Linked DNA regions of Sus scrofa: region 1 is linked to region 2. A link is a contact called in public HiChIP or PLAC-seq data. All regions are on one chromosome and are shown on one strand. Each heading gives the region's core, a stretch centred on a gene start, on an enhancer-like site or on the middle of the called end of the contact. The rest is flanking DNA. Distances are from core to core; before and after follow the strand shown. Region 1 overlaps AUTS2 (AUTS2, activator of transcription and developmental regulator). Region 2 overlaps AUTS2 (AUTS2, activator of transcription and developmental regulator).

Region 1 (4,285 bases), core at 871-3,370, 470 kb before region 2:
TTTTCTTTTTCGCCAGCGCCCGCGTTATATGGAAGATCCCAGCCCAGGGATCACATCCAAGCCGGAGCAACCCTGGATCCCTAACCCACTGCCGGGCCAGGAATCAAACGGGTGCCTCCACAGAGAGGAGCCGGAGCATTAACCCACGCCGCCGCCACGGCGGGACCTCCCCGATGTCATTTCATAGATGAGAAATTCCAGGCTCCGAGGAACCTGCCCCACATTGTGGTCCTAGCGAGTCTTCACTCTCAGGTTTGTTTGTGGCCAAACCTAACCTCTTTCCCCAAATCTCTGAGTTCAAAGGATTTGGGCCCATGCTGATAAGAGTGTCCAACACTCGACTTTTAGTTCTGCTTTCGTTCTACAAACAGTTACGGGGTGTGCAGGCCGAGTTGACCAGGTGCCCTAAGCCCTGTCACTTGAAAGGTTCTCCAGGTAAGAGAAGAGCAGACACAACAAAAGCAGCTTGACTGTGCAGGCTGCGGGCGGTACGTGTGGGCATGAGGCCTCGGGGTGGGAAGGAGTGAGACAGGAGGCAAAGACTACGAGGTGGCGGACTGAGACACACCGTTGAGACGGGGTGTGCCCTTGAACCCTCGGGAAACTGAACTCGGTCAGAAGCCCACAAAGCGCAGAGGCGGAAAGAGGAGTGACCGGATAGGCGGTGGGAATGCGGTAAGCTCACAGGAGACAGGGAAGGGAGGAGAGCCGAGGCAGAAGAGAGCATAACTTTGGGAAAGAAGGGGTGTTCCAGCTGCGGGCATGCGCTAGAATAATGAAGTCCTGCGGGGGTGGGAGGGGGGACAGAGGAAGGGGAAGGGGCAGGTGGCTGTCGTGGAGGTTTTAAAGGGACGGTCGTTGGAGGTGAGGGAGTGGGAGAAAGGCGAGCAGAGAGGAGGGTGATGGCGAAGCAGAGATCTTGCAGGCGGACACCCTTCTGGGGGAAGATGAGACTCAAGGTTTGGTTAGCTGATTCTGGAACAGCGAGGATGCTCACTCGATACAAAAAAAAATCAGCGAATCACTTTTTTGACACCGGGGTTTCCCAGGTACATGTTCTCCTTCTGCGAGTCTGACACGAGGCAGGCTGACCCCCAGGCTGAGATCTCCAAATGGGCTCTGATTTAAACCGGGAGGCGGGGGGGCTGCTAACACTGGTCCCTGCATGAGTTTCCAAGGAAGACCGGAAGACCGCCGCCTTCTCAGATCGGAACCATCTCATGGTCTCAACCATCTTCCTTAATTCTGACAAAGAGTTTTAACAAGTTTCTTTAGCTTCCTTTGGCAAAGAAAAAAAGAACTAAAAGAAGGGAAGAGAGAGACGTGCTCCAAAATAACCAGCTTTAACAAATGGCTACTGGTTTAAAAATAGTGCAGGGGTTTGAGTTTTTGCCTTTATCTCAGTGGTTGACCTTGCTAATACAGTATGTAGATCTCTTGCCAACTAATCGGCCGACTGTAAAGCACGGCTTCAAGCTGTGGTCAATGATCTGTAACAGGAATGAATGAGAGGGTTTTAGCAGCCAGGATCTGTAGCCTACTATCTGTATCTGACAGCTGTCACCCTCTCTGCAGAGGCCAAGGCCTAGACCTTCATTTAAAAGCAGCATGGCTGATCAGATTACTGGGACAGTGTGTCAAAACTGACTGCGCTGAACTAAGGAGACAGAAAGTAAATCTATAAATAGTAGTCTTGCTGCCTCCATGAAGCACTGAAGGGTAACCAATACTGAGCAGCAAATGCAATGTTTAGTCTCTGCAGCCAGTGGGATACAACTGCGGCCAGATCAGAAGCCCTGCTCTACGCTGTAATGTAATGGAAAGCTTGGCTTTATGGGCAAGAATTTAAAAGAGTTACATTCTTGGCAATGGTAATGGTCGCACAGCAATGATTGGTTTGAACCAACTTTATGAGCTAACAAGGTTCCCGAGCACTTAATAATGTCCTCGGGGCACAGGGACCCAGCAAGTCACCTTTCCCATAATGTGCCCGCTGCCTGTTTCCGACAGTCCACGGGGACTGCTGGTGTTGAAACACAGAGAGTGATAAAATAAGAGGCTCTCCATTTGATATCTATTATAGATGTCAACTGGGTCTTCAACCAGAACAGCTGCACAAAGTACTCGGGGAGCCCGGAGCCTGGTGAGGGTGAGTTATCTATAGACCGTGCTGATAGCATGGCTTAGACCCTGGACATCGCGAGTTATAAATGAGCCAGTGACATTTGAGAGTCTGTCCCAACTCTTCCCAGAACCATTTGTCACTCTTCAAGGTTTCCGCTGATAAAACCTGGATGTCTACAAATTTGCAGAAAGTAACCCCCAGGTCATGCAGGGGGTGGCGTGGCCAAAGAACGCGCTCCCTTGCCATTCCCCAAAGACACAGATGGAACGCCGGTGGCGGCAAGGGTTTCAAAGGTCTCTCCAGGTTGCAGAGTCCCCAACCAGCTCAGGTGTGGCTGCCCAGGAGGTGGATGTCGAGATGGGGTATTATAGGAGCAGTGTGTCCTGGCCAGGCAAACACAGCCCTGGCCCCAGGGAGCGAGGCCTTGGACCCCCAGCTCTGCCGCGTCAGACCACTCCTCACTGGGGTGAAGACAAGGGGACTTAGGCAAGTGATTTTTTTTTTCCAAGCTTGGTGCAAGTGCCATGGCCTTTTTTTTTTTTTTTTTTTTTTTAAGTTCAACTTAAATAATAATTTAAAAAACCCAGTGCCCATAACAGCTATCCGTGCTGTATGCCAGGCACGGTCTATCTAGAGCTTTATGTTAGAGCCAGTTGAATCCTAACAATCTGCCCAGGTAGGTCCTCATCGCTTGACTATTTTACAGATTCAAACCTGAGACACAGAAAGGTTACAGGAGGCACTCAAGGTCACCCAGTCGGAGTACAGTCAGGGTTCGACTACACAGGCTAGCCTCAGTCATCCGGGTACTCTTGAGAACCCCCCCAGGAGAAACAGCCCCCACGGAGAAGATACCCTGTTAGGAAGTGAACACGTGGAAAGAAAGATCAGTCAGAACTGGGTAGGGAGGAAAAAATAAAGAGGAAGAAAGAAGGCCACCTCGGTCCCGATGGCGGACTCTGAACAAGTTCAGTCTATGCGGCATGTGGTTCCTGAGCATCGCTGCCTCCAGGCACTGGGCAAGGCTGAGCTGTACACAAATCAAGGAGAAACCGCCTCCAAGAGAGCTGGGCTAGTGCTCCGCCATGCCACACCCTCACTACCACTGGGTTCAGCCTCTTCAGACACTGGAAAACTCCGTTTAGCTAAGGAAACCTATGGGGGGAGGGGAGGTGGGGGGGGGAGACAGATGAGGGGAAGCGTTTTGAACACAAATGAGTTGATAAGCCTTCAGGCTGACATTCAAATCTCTTTGCCCAATCCCTGCTGGCCATGTGGGGGCTCCTGCCGGCATGCTGGGCTGCCCAGAAGAGAGCAGAATAAGCCTAATTAAAAAGTCACGTGTCCTCCCATGGCTTTAAAAGTGTCACGCTGGCTGGCTGGCTGGCTGGCACCATCCCTTGGAATCACGATACAAGAGCTGAGAGGAACAACTGGAGATCACTGAATGCCACCGCCTGGATTCAGCCTCCATGGATCTAAACTGTGGGGCCCCCAAAGGTCAAGTGGCTGGCCGAGGACTCGCAACCAGAGCTCGGCAGAAGCAGGACGGGATGCAGGTCTGGAAGCTCCTGATGGAACTATTTTTCTACAACTCCATCTAGCTGTCCAGGGAGTGAATGCAGGGCTGTGAAATCCGCACATTCAATCAAGTCAAACGTGTGTTTTGAAAAAAAGTCAAGAATGAAGAAACAGAGTTTGAAGAACATTCAACATTCATGAGGTGTGTCCATCTCGGGTCACGGGAGACGCTTCTCTGGTGCAAAGGTTTTCTTAATAAAGGGTTCCATTGGCCAGTTGGATGGAGACGTGCACGCGCTGATACTTTTGCTTCTGGCAATACCTTAAACCCCCAGTTAGGCAAGTATAAAAAACGGCAATGGCCTTGAGAGTGCAGCATGGTTTATACATGGCATCCGCATCTTTGAGGATTTGGAGAAATCTACAAGGGATCCAGTGCTTTTCCACCTATTGACATTTACAAAGCAGTTTAAATCATGCATGAGAGGCCTCAGGCACATGCAGTTCACAAAACATAACTCTGAGCTCCCAGGGAATTTAAGCTGACCAACACTCTTTATTAGAACCGACAGTGAAAGACAGCTATTGCGAAATTCGTACCAGAAATGCAATACCAAGATGACAGCCTTAATGCCAGTG
Region 2 (4,327 bases), core at 1,663-4,162:
GATGATCACTGTACAACTATAAATGTAATAAGTTCATTGAGTAATTTTTAAAAAAGCACTTACAGAGTTTCGAGCATATGGAGATGCTTGGTACATTTTTATTGAATACCAAGCCAATATAAAATTTGTGGGCATATGGAGTTCCCGTTGTGGCACAGTGGAAACGAATCCGACTAGGAAACATGATGCTGCGGGTTCAATACCTGGCCTTGCTCAGTGGGTTAAGGATCCCGCGTTGCTGTAAGCTGTGGTGTAGGTCGCAGATGCTGCTCAGATCTGGCATTGCTGTGGCTCTGGTGCAGGCTGGCAGCTATAGCTCCAATTGGACCCCTAGCCTGGGCACCTCCATATGCCACAGGTGGGGCCCTAGAAAGCAAAACAAAATAAAATAAAATAAAATAAAATATAAAAAATAAAATTTGTGGGCATAGATTTACATGATTATTTATTTTAGTTTGTCTTGTTACCAGTTAATAAAACAACAGTAGAGGAGAGGCTGTGTGCCTTTTTTCTCACCGTTGTATCTCCAGTGCCTGCCATAGTATCTGGTGTATAGTAGGTACTCAGTAAATGTTAGTTAAATGAATGCATATGAACCAGCCCAATGCCCATTCACTGCCACTCCTAAAAATATCTCCAAAATAAGAAGTGTTATAAATTCTTTCATAATGAGCATTATGGAACACTGTCTCTGAATGTGAAGAAAAACATTAGGTAGGCTCCACCAAGTACATAACGTTTATAAGACTTATATAGTACACACCTCTACAAAGCCTTAACCACATAAACAGCCCCCCCCACACCCTTAATCTATGATCTAATCCTCTCAAGTTTACTGGTGATGCCTTTTATTTATGAAAATCATTAAAAAAATATTTGCCCAGCCCTCTGCTTGTCTGTAGCAGGGGCAGGCAGCTTGCCAAATGTTGTTTCCATAGAAGTAAATGAGATCATTCCTTGGTTGCACCTAAGTCCTTTAGAATTCAGGAGTTTTTCAGTTCACGTTTCAGGTTAATCTTTTCCTTTCTTTAAGAACAGAACATCCTCTTTGCAGATCTCCCTGAGGGCTTGGTATTTGCAACATCAAACAGAACACACAAACCATTGCACCCACTTCCAAAAGCCTATTATACTGTCAACTGGCTTCCTAACTGCAACCAAGGGAGAAGGCTTACAGACTCCTAAGCTGCTTTTTTTTTGGTGGGGGAGGGGGTTGCTGGAAAGCATCCATAATTTCTCCAAGCTACCACTGCATTTTGTTTCACTAAAGAACACCTAGGGAAAAAGCAACTTGAACTCACTAACTATAAATCTCACCGCTGTTTTATTTCTAACTCTCTTCTCTCTAACTTTCCATTGTTGGCAGGCTCTGAGGATGGGGCGCTGTCATGCATGGCTACCAGTGGGTCTTTTCCATTCTCCTTAATGAATCATAATAAAATGCAGATCCACCAAAAAACAAAGTCCAAAGCAGGGCCAGAGTTGTGGCAGTGCCTTATGGTACTGTATGACTTATGTTTTATTATTCACTGTGGGATGCCTAAGAAAGGCTGGAGTAAAAATGGGGAGGAAAACAGGCATAGACAGGTTTTTTAACTTTCAAATCAAACAAATATGTTCTGCATGTTTCCTACGCTTCTTTAGAATCAATCCAAAGTAAGACAAGCCTAAGGGGAATCTGTGGCTGTCAGCCTGTACCAGCAGGGATTCACCTCCTTAATTGTTAACACAGTTCATGAATATCTGTTCCAAAAGGACATCACTAATGGGTCCCAAGTAGGACAAGGCTTCCAAAGCATGCAGTAATGTACGAAACAAGCACTCATGGCACACACACAAATATGTATATAAATACGCACAAATCTCCCAGGTTGAACATTAAACCATTTATCTTCCCTAGAGGAACACATTTTCCTTTTTTCCTTCCTGGAAGTTTTTCACAGTTGGTTACCATGGGGAAAATGAACATGTTCTCAAAGGGCTGCATGTCAGCGAATGGAAATGATGGGAAGACAATGAGAAAGGAGAGCACAGAAGAGAACAATGCATGCTTTACCAACAGCCACACATCTGCATGTCTTAAGTGAGTCAAATCACAAAATTCCATAATTTCCTACATCTGGCCCCTAATCACCTCTTCCAGGAAGGCTTGACATTACTGTGAAGGCTTCAACACATGGAGCAGTTATGTCTTCAAGACACTACATAAATCCTGGGTAAAGTCCTCAAAGGCTATTGAGTTTAGATCCTTGACAGAAGTTCTATATTCACACAATGACATACTCTATAAACAGCTTACATGTTCTCTGCCACCTGAGTGTTAGCAAGGTCACTTATTTTTGATACAGAATCTCCTGGCCTTAAGCCTAGGCAGCCTAGCAGCTGTAAAGAGGTGACTCACTCCGTGTGAAATGCATTAGACACAGCTCACCTGTACATGCCCTTCGTGTCTCCGCATAATCTCCTTTCTCTCTATTCTGAGTTAATCTTTCGACTTATAAATTGATAAGAAATGCATTCACTGTGGATAATTTCTTCTCTCTAGAGAAGGTTGTTCTCTCATGCAAAGCCTGTCCATAAAAGTAAAGGAAGGAAGACAAGTGAATCATTCATCTTGTTAAAAAAAGAAAAAAACCTGAACTGAGAATGTTGCCTAGATCCACGGGTGTTACTGAGCCAAGCAGAGTTTACCTCCCACAATTTTTGACTTTTGATTTTTATTTAACAACTCATTTGTATAACCGCGATGAATGGAGGCAGCAGACCTGAAGAGATTTGCAGCTGAAGTTCTATCAAGTTGGAAGGTTATGTCAGCTGCCAAGTCTGGAAATGGAGCCCTGCACAGCAAGAAAATGGTGAGAGATTGGTTACAGCCATAAGTAATTGATCTGTCTGAAAATACGGGCTACGAATCATGGGATTAATGCTGGTGCTCCAGCTGGGATGCATTGCTCATTTCCCTCTAGCTCTCTGACAACAAAGACATGCCTCTTTCTCCAGGGACAAAAAAATTTTTATTAAAATCTTTATACAACTTAGCAGCAAAGCATGCTAGAGATTTGGGGAGGAGGGGAGGTGCAGCCCTCATAAGGAAATCATCTCACAATTTTCGTTTGATCTTGTTTTTACTTCAAACTAGTCACCAGCCTGCTTCCCATGGCCAAATATACTTGCCCCTTAGCTCGGCAGGCATGGAGAGGGAGCCCCGCTAGTGGGAGGCTTAGCTGGAGAGAAGTGGATGAGTAAAGCGGTGGAGAGCTGCAGGGAAAAATAAAGTGGGAAGGCATCCAAAACTGCAGCTGTGCTGGCCCATTAAAAAGCTGAAACTCATTCTGCTGTTCGACCTCATGCTTATCACCACATAACTATTCATCAAAGAAATTTCAGTGCAATTAATTAAATTATTCCCATGTCTGTGCCACAGAGTCGTTATTCCAATATCAGCTTTCACTCACACTCTCTTAAGCTCATGTCTGCATGCCAAGTCACTACTCTGGGGTTGTCCAGTCTCAATAAAGCTGTGCTCCTCACCACTCACAGAGGCTATCATTTCTCTTTTTTATTGCCATTTATTTTCCACTAGGATTTTGCTGCCAGTATATTGGCAGGACTTCCAGTATATGGATGTAATGAAATCTACCACAGACACTTAACACGGGGTCAGGATGGAGCTCAGCTCATGTGAAGCTGTAATATAATAAACAAATGCTTTCAGAAGGAGGATTTTATCAGCTCAAAAATAGAACCTGGTATTCTCTGGTACCAAGTGCAGAAAAAAGTTGGAGTCATTTGAAAATTCTTATGATAATTAAGTTTATGGCTGAAATATGCCTAACATAGGAAATCTGAGCTATACAGCAGAGATTTCTTTTCATCTGTCAGAGCTGTTTTATTGAAAAGGAAGAGAATAAAAATGTACTGCTGAAAGTCTGCTTTTGACACAGCCATCTCTTTAGTCATCGACCTGTAAGTAGCACACTCATAGAATTTGGTGGATTTGACTGCTGCCAGTGGAACTTTCTCTGTATAGCTATAGCAAAATATAAATGAGATTAAGAGAATAATACCCACTACTTGATAACTAGCAGACAATATTTAAGGCTCTTTTATTCCCCTTGTACATCACCAGAGAAAATTAGAGGACTGGGATAGAGTATATACCTATAGATCTTTGTACTAAACTTTATAGTCTAAGAAGAGGGCAGACTTCACACAAACACAACATTGGGAAGAAGTCGAGAGCACTTTAGGAAACGCAGCGCTGGTCTGACTCAGAACTGAAAAGAAGGTGCTCAGACAACCACCACAGTACCCAGAGAGGCCAGCC

What was found. HiChIP or PLAC-seq counts read pairs in DNA pulled down with a chosen protein or histone mark.
Region 1: an H3K27ac HiChIP or PLAC-seq map of skeletal muscle shows a contact between it and region 2, with 8 times the contacts expected there. The contact joins two enhancer-like sites. A contact is called at or near these places in 1 of 47 Hi-C or Micro-C datasets (skeletal muscle) and 1 of 2 datasets of contacts at active chromatin or transcription factors (skeletal muscle).

What each region holds. Positions count from the first base shown.
Region 1 is chr3:14,578,281-14,582,565 of Sscrofa11.1, reverse strand. The region is part of intron 5 of AUTS2 (AUTS2, activator of transcription and developmental regulator); the gene reads right to left. Among named protein-coding and RNA genes, the nearest start is that of GALNT17, 450 kb to the left of the region's middle. Within about 2 kb of position 2,120, at least 7 of the 83 cell types and tissues checked have an H3K27ac peak or open chromatin away from gene starts, as enhancers often do. A contact at or near this core is called in skeletal muscle, where this site is marked.
Region 2 is chr3:14,104,231-14,108,557 of Sscrofa11.1, reverse strand. The region is part of intron 2 of AUTS2 (AUTS2, activator of transcription and developmental regulator); the gene reads right to left. Among named protein-coding and RNA genes, the nearest start is that of AUTS2, 540 kb to the right of the region's middle. Within about 2 kb of position 2,912, at least 7 of the 83 cell types and tissues checked have an H3K27ac peak or open chromatin away from gene starts, as enhancers often do. A contact at or near this core is called in skeletal muscle, where this site is marked.